2 separate regions of the Mus musculus genome follow, and region 1 is linked to region 2. The links are chromatin contacts, called in public Hi-C maps. All regions are on one chromosome and are shown on one strand. Each heading gives the region's core, a stretch centred on a gene start, on an enhancer-like site or on the middle of the called end of the contact. The rest is flanking DNA. Distances are from core to core; before and after follow the strand shown.

Region 1 (4,663 bases), core at 2,118-4,617, 370 kb after region 2:
AAGTGGGTTGCAGGTAGAATAAGAAAAAAGGACAAATGAACATGCTATTGACAGAATGCATGATGGGAAACAAGGACCCTTCTTTGGACACTACTTACCCCGAGTGCAAAATGGACTTGAAGCACATGGAAACTTGTGTGACTTTCCTTTCCTGTAGTCAGGGTTTTGTACAGCACAGGCTGGTCTCAGATTCTCTAGGTAGCTGATGTTGGCCTTGAACTCCTGACCCTCCTGCCTTCCCCTCCCACAAGTCTGGTTTCTTTTCCCTGTATCTAAATGGGAAGGAGGTGAAACATCCACACTCTCACTGCTGGTGCAAAGCACTAGGGAGACATCTTGAAAATATTTTTAAGTCTTAAAGAGGCTGGAAATTGTATGCTACACCAGATCTTAATTGAGGATATCTGGAGGGATTTTTGGCAATATCTGGGAATTGATATCTTTTGAGTGGAGCTGGGGTACTGGAAAACACCCACAGTGTGCAGAAATACACTCATCACAGATAGTCTATTGGTCCCCGAACACCATCAGTTCCTGTCTGCTGAGAATCCTGGTCCACTGGACTAGACAAACAGACAAGAACTTTTATACTTATCTGGCCACACTGCCCTGGAGCACCTGCCGTCAGGGCAGGCTGAGACACAGTGGACCTTCAGTGCACAGCCGAGGGGAGGAGATAGAAGCCAGTCCTGGTGAGGGAGGTTGCCTGACCCCAACGCTGCTCTCTGTGGAGGCAATGGACTCTGTTAGATTAGTAGTCTGGTAGCTTCTGGGAGGTTGCTTATTTACTGAGTTTGTTCTAAGATCTTGGCTTTGCTGTGTAGAACGTGGAGCTTTTGTTCTGTAAAAGGAATCTTGACCTTGGAGTTGGATACAGTTGGGTTTGTGTCTGAGGTTCACTGCCAGTTGTAGCCACCCCGACCTTCTCTCCTCCTCCCATCTTTAAAATAAATTCCCATTATTCTATCATTTCTAAGTCATTCCCTTCATATTCGAACATTTCTTGGAACTTGGTAGCATGTCAAAATTTACTTGGAAGTGATCTTTTTCTGATACATAAAATAATATTCAATCCAAATGGTCTCCACTTCAAAAAAGAGTGGTTAGGGTAACACATCGTGGCAAACTAATCAAATACTGACACCTCAGGGTGGAATTAGAGAAGAAAGCAGTCCTCACTTGGAGGGTTTCCAAATTACTTCCTTCCTCTTACTTGAAGCTCAACTCTCATTCAGGAGAAGAGCATAGACTCTCATTTGTATGTCTTACTTGATATTTAATATGTGCCTGACTTCTTTGAACTGTGTGTTCCGAGTGCTGCCTCGTGTGAGTATGTGTATGCTTGTTTTTGTGTATGTATATGTGCATGCGTGTGTCTGTGTGAGTGCATGTGTGTACATGTGCATGTGTGTGTGTGTTCATGTGTACACACATGCTTGCCTGATTACACAGGACTACAGAGCACAGGCTTTGATGACCATACACATCAGAGGAGACAAGCCGTCCCTGCCTACCCCAAGCTCATCCTTTCTCCTGCTCTGGGCTGGCTTTTGCCCAGAGCTGAACATGGCTGTAGGTAGACAAAAGCTTTCTGCATCTGGAAGGAGACTGGGTAGGGTATGGGATGGTGCACTGGCAACACCAGGACCAGGGCTGATATACATCTAGACAGGTTTTTTTTTCCCCTGAAAGGCTATTTTCTAGTTTATTTTTAGAAAAGGACAGGGCTAGTTGAGTGCTTAGCTTTGAGAGTTAATAAGACATGGGTGAATTTCATGTTACTCTTCACTTTAGTTGCTGGACAGCAATAGAAATGAATGTCTTATTGTTAACCTGGATGGATGTGTGCACGACAGCTGTCCCGGGAGAGGGCTCCTGCCTGCTTGCACTGTGTGTTTGCATCCTAGCAGCCACAGTGCTTCGTGCAGACAGCTCACATTGCAAACAAGATGTCTGGGGGAGTCTCAGAAGGCTTCTATCCCCGATGCCCTCACAAACTAATGCTATTGTGTGGCTATTGTAACCTTTCTCAGCTGCAAGTAACTTGACTATCATCTTCAAGGCCAGTGGCTTCTAGTCAAGTGTGAAGGGAACACAAATGTGCCCATGACAGGGCACTGGGCAGAATGAAAAGGCTGCCTTTGTCCTTTAAGACCTTCACAGGGATTTCTTGAGCTTCGTGTCTTTCCAGTGGTGCAACTCCTTTTGTTGTATCTTCCACTGCTCACTTAGGTATGAGAACTGGACGAGTAAAAATGAATTTTACTGAGAGATATCAGTAGCTGAGAAAATGGTGCAGTGGATAAGATGGCTGTGCGGACACAAGTGCCTGGGTTCAGATCCCCACCTTTCATGTAAAATCTAGGCATGACTGTATATGCCTGTAACTTCAGTGCTCGAGGGGAGACTTGTCAAAACAGGAGGTTTCCTGACAGGGGTGCCGTGGCCAGTCAGTCTAGCCTACCCAAAAATTGGCAAGGTTGAGATTCTGTGAGAGACTGTCTTGAGGGAGTAAGAGAGAGAGTACTAGAGCTGGACACATGCTGTCCTGCTGTCCTTATGTAGTCTCCTGATGTATATGAATTCACATACCTGTGAACGAACATGCACAAGCGCCTTCACATGCATGTGACACATACACACACACTCAAACACACACACACACACACACACACACACACACACACACACACACACACACACACACACAGGGTCCCTTCTTTCAGCTTAAAATCTTATCAGTCAATTGTCCAGAAGGCAGGAGTGCAGAGCCAGCAGACAGAGGTAGGCATGGAGCTCCCCTGGTAACTCACACAGAGCTGGCTCAGACTTCCCATTTTCTAGAGAACAGTGGGAACTCCACCTGTGGCCAGATTTGTTCTCAGCAGACATTCCTGCCTACAGGCAAATCCCCTTGACCTCAGGAGAACTTTGAGAGAACTAGTGAGGCCCCCCTTCCTCCCCTTGTTTAGCTGCTGAATTCCCCCTGGCTGCTCCCTGCCCCTGGTGGAGGTTCCTCCCAATCAGCACACAGGGGACTCCATGGAACGGTAACAAGATATTTCAGACAGTGGCGAGCCATTCCAGCCTCCTGGCCTTTGTTCCTCCTCACATTTCAGGACTGCAGCCTTGCACCTTGGCGGGGGACGTCAGCAGTTGCTGCCGATTTATCCTAGATTTGGATAAAAGTCAGGGTTTTGATTTCAGCTCTCACCAAGACTGCTGGAAATGGATCCAGCAAACAGGCAAGAAACGGAAATTGCAGTTTCTCTGCTGTGAGCGTCATCCTTTGTGGGTCTGGTACAGACTGATGCATTCAGAACTGGACATTTATGGAGTTCTTCCCTACCAGAGGGCCTAGGCACCAGCTGGATAGGAAGTTCCACAGAGCAGCAGATGATGTAAGACGGGGGTGTGGCCAGGGAGCTCAGGAGTGACAGCTCAAATGCCCTTAGTCCCATTTTATTTCCAAGTAGGTGGACAATCTAATAAGCAATTGGCATTTCCTTAGAAAAACTTCATGATGTCACTAATAAATGACAGTTTGCACTTCTAGCCTTGATAGCACTTGAACCCCCGAGGATTGACACCTTTGTGATGCGTCCTTAAGTCTCTGCTTCTCCGTGTGTCAGATGCAGGGCTCCCAGGTAAAACTGTTTAAGCCTAATGACCTGAATTCTGTCCTCAGCACTCAAGGGATAGAAGCGAGAACTAACTCCTGCAACTTGTCCTCTGCCTCTGCACATGCACTGGAACACCTCCCCCCCCCAAAAACACATGCAAATAAAATGAAACATCAATAAGTAAGGTGCTGGGCTCTAGCTAGTATGTCTTTAACATTCCTCTTTTTTAGAATTTGTGATAAAATATGCATAGCAGAAAATTTAGCATCAGTCCGTTTTAAATGCACAGTTCAGTGATATTATGTAACTAACACCCAGCCGCTTTTTCCTCTTGAAGTACTGAAATTATATATCCGTGAAACAACAATGATACTTTGTTCCCCATCCCTGGAAGATAGTGGAAGATAGTGGAGATCACACACTGTTGTCTGATGCTTGGAGCTGACCACTCTAGGCACCTTGTACATATGGAACTGTGCATGCTTTTTCTCTTTGCTTGGCTTTTTTTTTTCAGTGTCCTGTCCCTGGGGTTTCATCTGTGTTGTAACTTGTGTCAACATTTCCTCTTGTCCCCAGGCTGACCAATGTTTCATTGACTGTGTAGACCATGCTTTTTCCAGCCACCATACTTCAGTAGGTCCCCAGGTCCCCTCTGTCTGCTGGCTACTATGAATGATGTGAGGACTATGGTGTATAGACATGGCTCCCATACACTGTTTTCATTCTTTAGAGTGCATGTGGGGAAGTGGCTTCGCTGGCTGCTGTGGTGACTGTGTTGTTGGTCTTTTGGAAGTTGTCATTTTGATTGTTTTCTACCACTCTCGTGTCTCCTTTGGTTGTGCCATTTTACATTCATGCCATTACTGTGGTGAGTTCTAGGATCTCCACTACCTGGTCACCATTTGGTTTTATTTTTCATTTGTTTGTCTCGATAGCATGGGAAATGGATGTCCCTTTCCGTCATAAAAGCTGCCCTATTCTAAGACTTCTTTCCTCTTTCTCTCTGCCCTTTCTACTTTTAACAAACTGACTCTCATGGG
Region 2 (4,548 bases), core at 1,376-3,875:
ACCATCTTTTGTAGGGGGCGAGGGGGATGTATGCACACATGTGGATTGGTGATCCAGTGCACATATACACAGACCAGAGGCTATAGTGTCTCCTGTTCTTTCTTTCTCTCTCCTTATTTATGCCTGACGCTGAGTCTCTCACTGAACCTGGGCTTGGACTGGTAGCCAGCAAGCCTCCTGTCCCCAGCCCACACAGTGCTAGTTACGGGTGCATGTGCCACCATGACCAGCTTTTATGTGGATTCTGAGGTTTTAAACTCAGATCCATAGGTTTGTATATACCTGCTGACATCTCCTCAGTCTTAGATCATTCTTGGCATTTAGTCACTTAAAAAAATATTTTTAAATCCTCTTTTTCAAGTTAAATTCTGAAAACACAAGCATTTGTGACTTACTGTTGGACACCAGTCGTGGGGAAATGAAGGAGATGGGAGAGATGACCCTCATCCCAACAGATGTCCGGGGCTCTGAGTGGGTGGACGGACACAGGGCTCTCCATGCACACGGGTAGGCGTCTTGCTATGGGAAGCCACGGAGCAGTCTGGGGTCCCTGGGCCTTGTGGAGCCCAGGGACAACAGGTTCTAGCTCTTGGGCATTGCAGGAGGTCACTGGACGCTGCTGAAAAGCTAAGAACAGGTGGGAGCCCAGAGCCTCAGTCTGCCCTGGGGCTGAAAGGAAAAGGGGTAGGGGGAGAAGGCAAGAGTCTGGTTAGCTCAGGCTGCTAGTTCTGTGGGCGGCTTCAGTAGAAAAGCAGAGAGAGAGAGAGAGAGAGAGAGAGAGAGAGAGAGAAGAGTAAAGAGGCAGAGAGTGGCCATGGCCACGTGGAGAGAGGGGAGAAGCGGGGAGGAGAAGGAGGGCAAGAGGTGAGAGAAAAGAAACAAGAGAAGCAGTAGAGGGAGGAGGGGCCTTTTATAGTGGGCTAGGCTACTTTGCTGTTGCAGAGTAACTGTGGGAAGGAGCATACCTGGCTCTTGTCAGGTAACTGTGAGGGTAGAGCCTGGACAGCCTATGTCAGGAGCCTTTGCCTGGGAGCATGGCAAATGGGCTTCCATCCCTCAAAGATTAATCTGTTGGGTCTCCGGAGTTTGAACCTAGCCCAAAAAACAGGCTGCCTTTCACGGTCCCACAACTTTTCTAACCTAGTCATCTGCTCACATACATTCATGTTATGCTCACCATACTGTGTGGGTCTACACTGCTCCCTAGAGTGGATTCTTCACTCTGTGTGTTTAGTCTTCCAAATTATTTGTAGGTCCCACCTCAGCAGCTGATAGAGGAACTGCTAAGAGAAACACTGCAGCTTATCCCAGCTGGGGGCCTTCAGCAGGCTAACTGTGAGGGGAAGGGGTCTTGATTCAGAACAGCTGTACTTTGAACTCTGCCTGAATTAGTCGGGGTTCTCTCGAAGCCTCCCACCTTTTCCTGCGCTCCTAGATGGGCTGTCCTATTATTTGGTTGCTCTGTGGTTTTAGTACCTTCTGTGCAGTGTACCCTGTATGCGTGGACTCTTTCAGGTCAGTGTCACACAGACAGACATTTGACAGACAAGAACGGCTGTATCTGGAGCTTTAAGAAGGCAGTCCTTACCCTGATTAGGTACATAAAAACTAGTCGTTTGTGGCTCAGCCTCCAGAGAAATCCAAAACAGCTGTCCCAGTCAGAATTCCTGATTCTTCTCCAAAACCCCCCCAGCAGTGGTCGCATTACAGTGGCTCTGACTAGGACCAAAAAAAAAAAAAAAAAAAAAAAAAGGTCTATGCTTCCAGACCTGGCTGGTAAGGTGCAGCTGCACCAAAAAGAACACAAGGGGGCAGCCTTCTCCAAATTTTCATCAAACCAGAAAAGAACAAAGAACTTGGTTGGCAGGAGTATGTACTATGCAGGTACTCACCAGAGGAAACGTGGTCCCTGTTTGCAAGTGTGCTGTGCTATGATGAATGGCATCGAGTGCTGATAGAGTCGGGTTTTACCAGACACTCCAGAATTCCTCAGTGTCATTTCTATAAACAGTTCCCTCACCTAACCCACAGCCGTACATGGAAAACAAACATTTTATTACTAGAGGCATGGATGACAGTCAAAAAATAAAATTAAATCTTTAAAAGAGGGGGAAAAAAACAACTGTGTCATTTAGAAAAGCTGAGACTAGAGTAGCTTGCTGTCTCAATCTGAAGAATGATTTCAAAGCAGCCACTTAAATCTCTTTGGTGCCATCCCTCCGCCCCTCTCTTGAAGGAATGGTTTTAGTGGTCTGTTCTCTTTCCCTTTGGTTTCCTCTTCATTGAGGGAAATGAATTATGACTCCCTCAGTTGTTTCTGGTAGGAAAGGGCTTTGTAAAACTGTGTGCTGCTCAGGGGGTAGAATGTAACACATTGCTAATTCCCGGTCTCCTGTGCAATTGGGAGCACAGTGTCGCTGGGTTTGTTTTATGCTTTCCAGATGACTGTCTGTTAGTGTGCAGGAGGCCAGCACATAATTGCACTGGTGACCGCATTTCAGAGGATTTGGGTCTGTTGATTCAAGTGCAGAGATGAAGTCAAAGTTGTTCTCCTCCACTGCTGCATCTAAATCCACTTCATTCTTTGCCTCTGTAATGGCTGGAAGAAATCAGATATGCCTTGAAAATCAAAAGTAAACGCTGCTCCCTAGGGCTAGGCCAGGGTGGAAACAGGAACGGCTCCTTTTAGGTCTCCACAGCGGCAACAATTCTAGTTGGTTTATCGCATGATTGTTTCTTATTTTAAAGCCACAAGCCTTGAATTTTTCAAAAATAACTACTAACTTTTCACTAGTGATTTATGTAGTTTCTTATTTACATGTCCTTTGTTAACTGATATTCCGATTGTACTTCAGCCCTATCTCTGACCACATCTCTCCAGCATTTATTTAGCATTCTGTTTTGGGTGTACAGTGAACAACTTTTGTTTCATTTCATTAAGCGTCACAATAAACTTCACTGATGATGCATTAATTATTTGTAAAGAAGAAATGGACAAAAAGGTTTGCTTTCCCCACAAACTTCACTATTATGTCCATCCTTTATCAGCCACCTCCAGGAAAGCAGTGCTGAAGCTCATGTGGGTAGTGAGGCTGGGTGTGTGTTTGTATGTACTGCTTGCATGTATGTTTTACATACACTGAACACATGCATGTACACATGCACAAGTACACATACACAATTTGACTAGGCACAAGGTATCCCAATACTGTTCCCAGCCTTAAACATCTTTGTTTGCAAGTAGTGTAACTTGGACTTCCTCAGTCCTTTCAAAAATTACTCTTTAGAGAAACTGTGTTTTCTAGCTTTGAGTTCTGTATTTTAAAGCCACATTTGTGTATATTTTTGATGCATCTCCAGGTTTGTTTTGGGGTGACAGACTGGAAATACAACCTTTACTCTAAACAGGAGTATAACTGGCATGAAGTATGTTAACTTTACTCCATAATATAAAAGTGTCTTTTAATGCAAACAAGCAGCCAAGCATGGTGGCTCACACCTGTCGTCCCAGCATACAGGAGGCTCAGGCATGAGAACTGCCGCATGTTTGAGGCCAGCCTGGTCTGTATAGTGAGCTGTAGGCCATCCAAGCCAATGCCATGGAATCTTATATATATATAAAAAAAAATCCAAAAGGTAGAAAGTGATTGTAGCAAATTCAGAAGTAATGTGAAGCTGCAGATGTGGAATTCTAAATTATGTAAAAATTATTCTAAGACCCACAGAATCATTGCCAAATTAAAATTTTGACATGTAGCAGATCTGTATAACTGTTCTTTGCATGTATGTGATAATTTTGTGTATCTTGGTTTCCATTTTCTTCAGTGTGCTGTGTTAATTTTTAGATTCTGAAATCAGGGTGTGGGAATTTGCAGAGGAAGCGGAGCATTTGAACCCCCTTCCCCAGCCCTTGATTTTAAAAAGATCAACATGTCCCCTTACCCACTGAGCCATCTTCCTCTTACTTAGTTTTGACGACTCAAGCCCATTTTGTCTTAGTTTTTAGAAGGCATTTTCAATTTTTATTTGTATTCATAGTTATTTTTCTTTTGTATTTCAAACCATCCTTTAAATATAAGCCCATATTAAAATGTTGTCCTTCATGTTTCAATTTAAAATGTCGACTTCATAAATTCTTAGAGACTGACACTTAATTCTTTTTGTCTCTATGCCAAAAGGTACTGATCAAGAACTTACGGAATGGGTCTTAAGAAGTACTTTGGCTTTGAAAGATTGAAGTTTGTTCTCCTATATGAACTGTATAGGAACCTTGCAGGGAAGGGATCTGGACTGAGCTTGGCCTGAGGATCCAGTCTGCCCAGTGCTCCTGACTGAGCCGACACATAGAAAAGAATCCGTTTAGCTTGTTTGCTTCCCTAGCAACCTCACTTGAGCATGCTGGACCCCTAGTTGAAGGTCTACTCTCGGGCCATTCAGCTTCTAAGTGCCAAGCAGAGGAAGGCTGGGGACACCCTGGCTTGGCTGCTGTGGCCACGAGCTGTGAGGTACCAACAGTGTGTCCCAGAGCTAGAAAGAGAAGACCTTGAA

What was found. A called contact is a pair of places that touch in the nucleus more often than the background predicts.
Region 1: a contact with region 2 is called in a Hi-C map of nephron progenitors, with 4 times the contacts expected there. The contact joins two enhancer-like sites. A contact is called at or near these places in 2 of 15 datasets of contacts at CTCF or cohesin (embryonic stem cells and pro-B cells), 8 of 484 Hi-C or Micro-C datasets (Sertoli cells, bone marrow-derived macrophages, double positive thymocytes and 4 more) and 1 of 9 other capture datasets (embryonic tail).

What each region holds. Positions count from the first base shown.
Region 1 is chr7:83,086,449-83,091,111 of GRCm38.p6, forward strand. No RefSeq gene overlaps it. Among named protein-coding and RNA genes, the nearest start is that of Gm36817, 51 kb to the left of the region's middle. Within about 2 kb of position 3,368, at least 57 of the 459 cell types and tissues checked have an H3K27ac peak or open chromatin away from gene starts, as enhancers often do. A contact at or near this core is called in embryonic tail and nephron progenitors, where this site is marked.
Region 2 is chr7:82,714,021-82,718,568 of GRCm38.p6, forward strand. All of the region lies in intron 15 of Efl1 (elongation factor like GTPase 1), which reads left to right. Among named protein-coding and RNA genes, the nearest start is that of 4933406J10Rik, 39 kb to the right of the region's middle. RefSeq lists an enhancer at 1-3,072. Within about 2 kb of position 2,626, at least 45 of the 459 cell types and tissues checked have an H3K27ac peak or open chromatin away from gene starts, as enhancers often do. A contact at or near this core is called in embryonic tail and nephron progenitors, where this site is marked.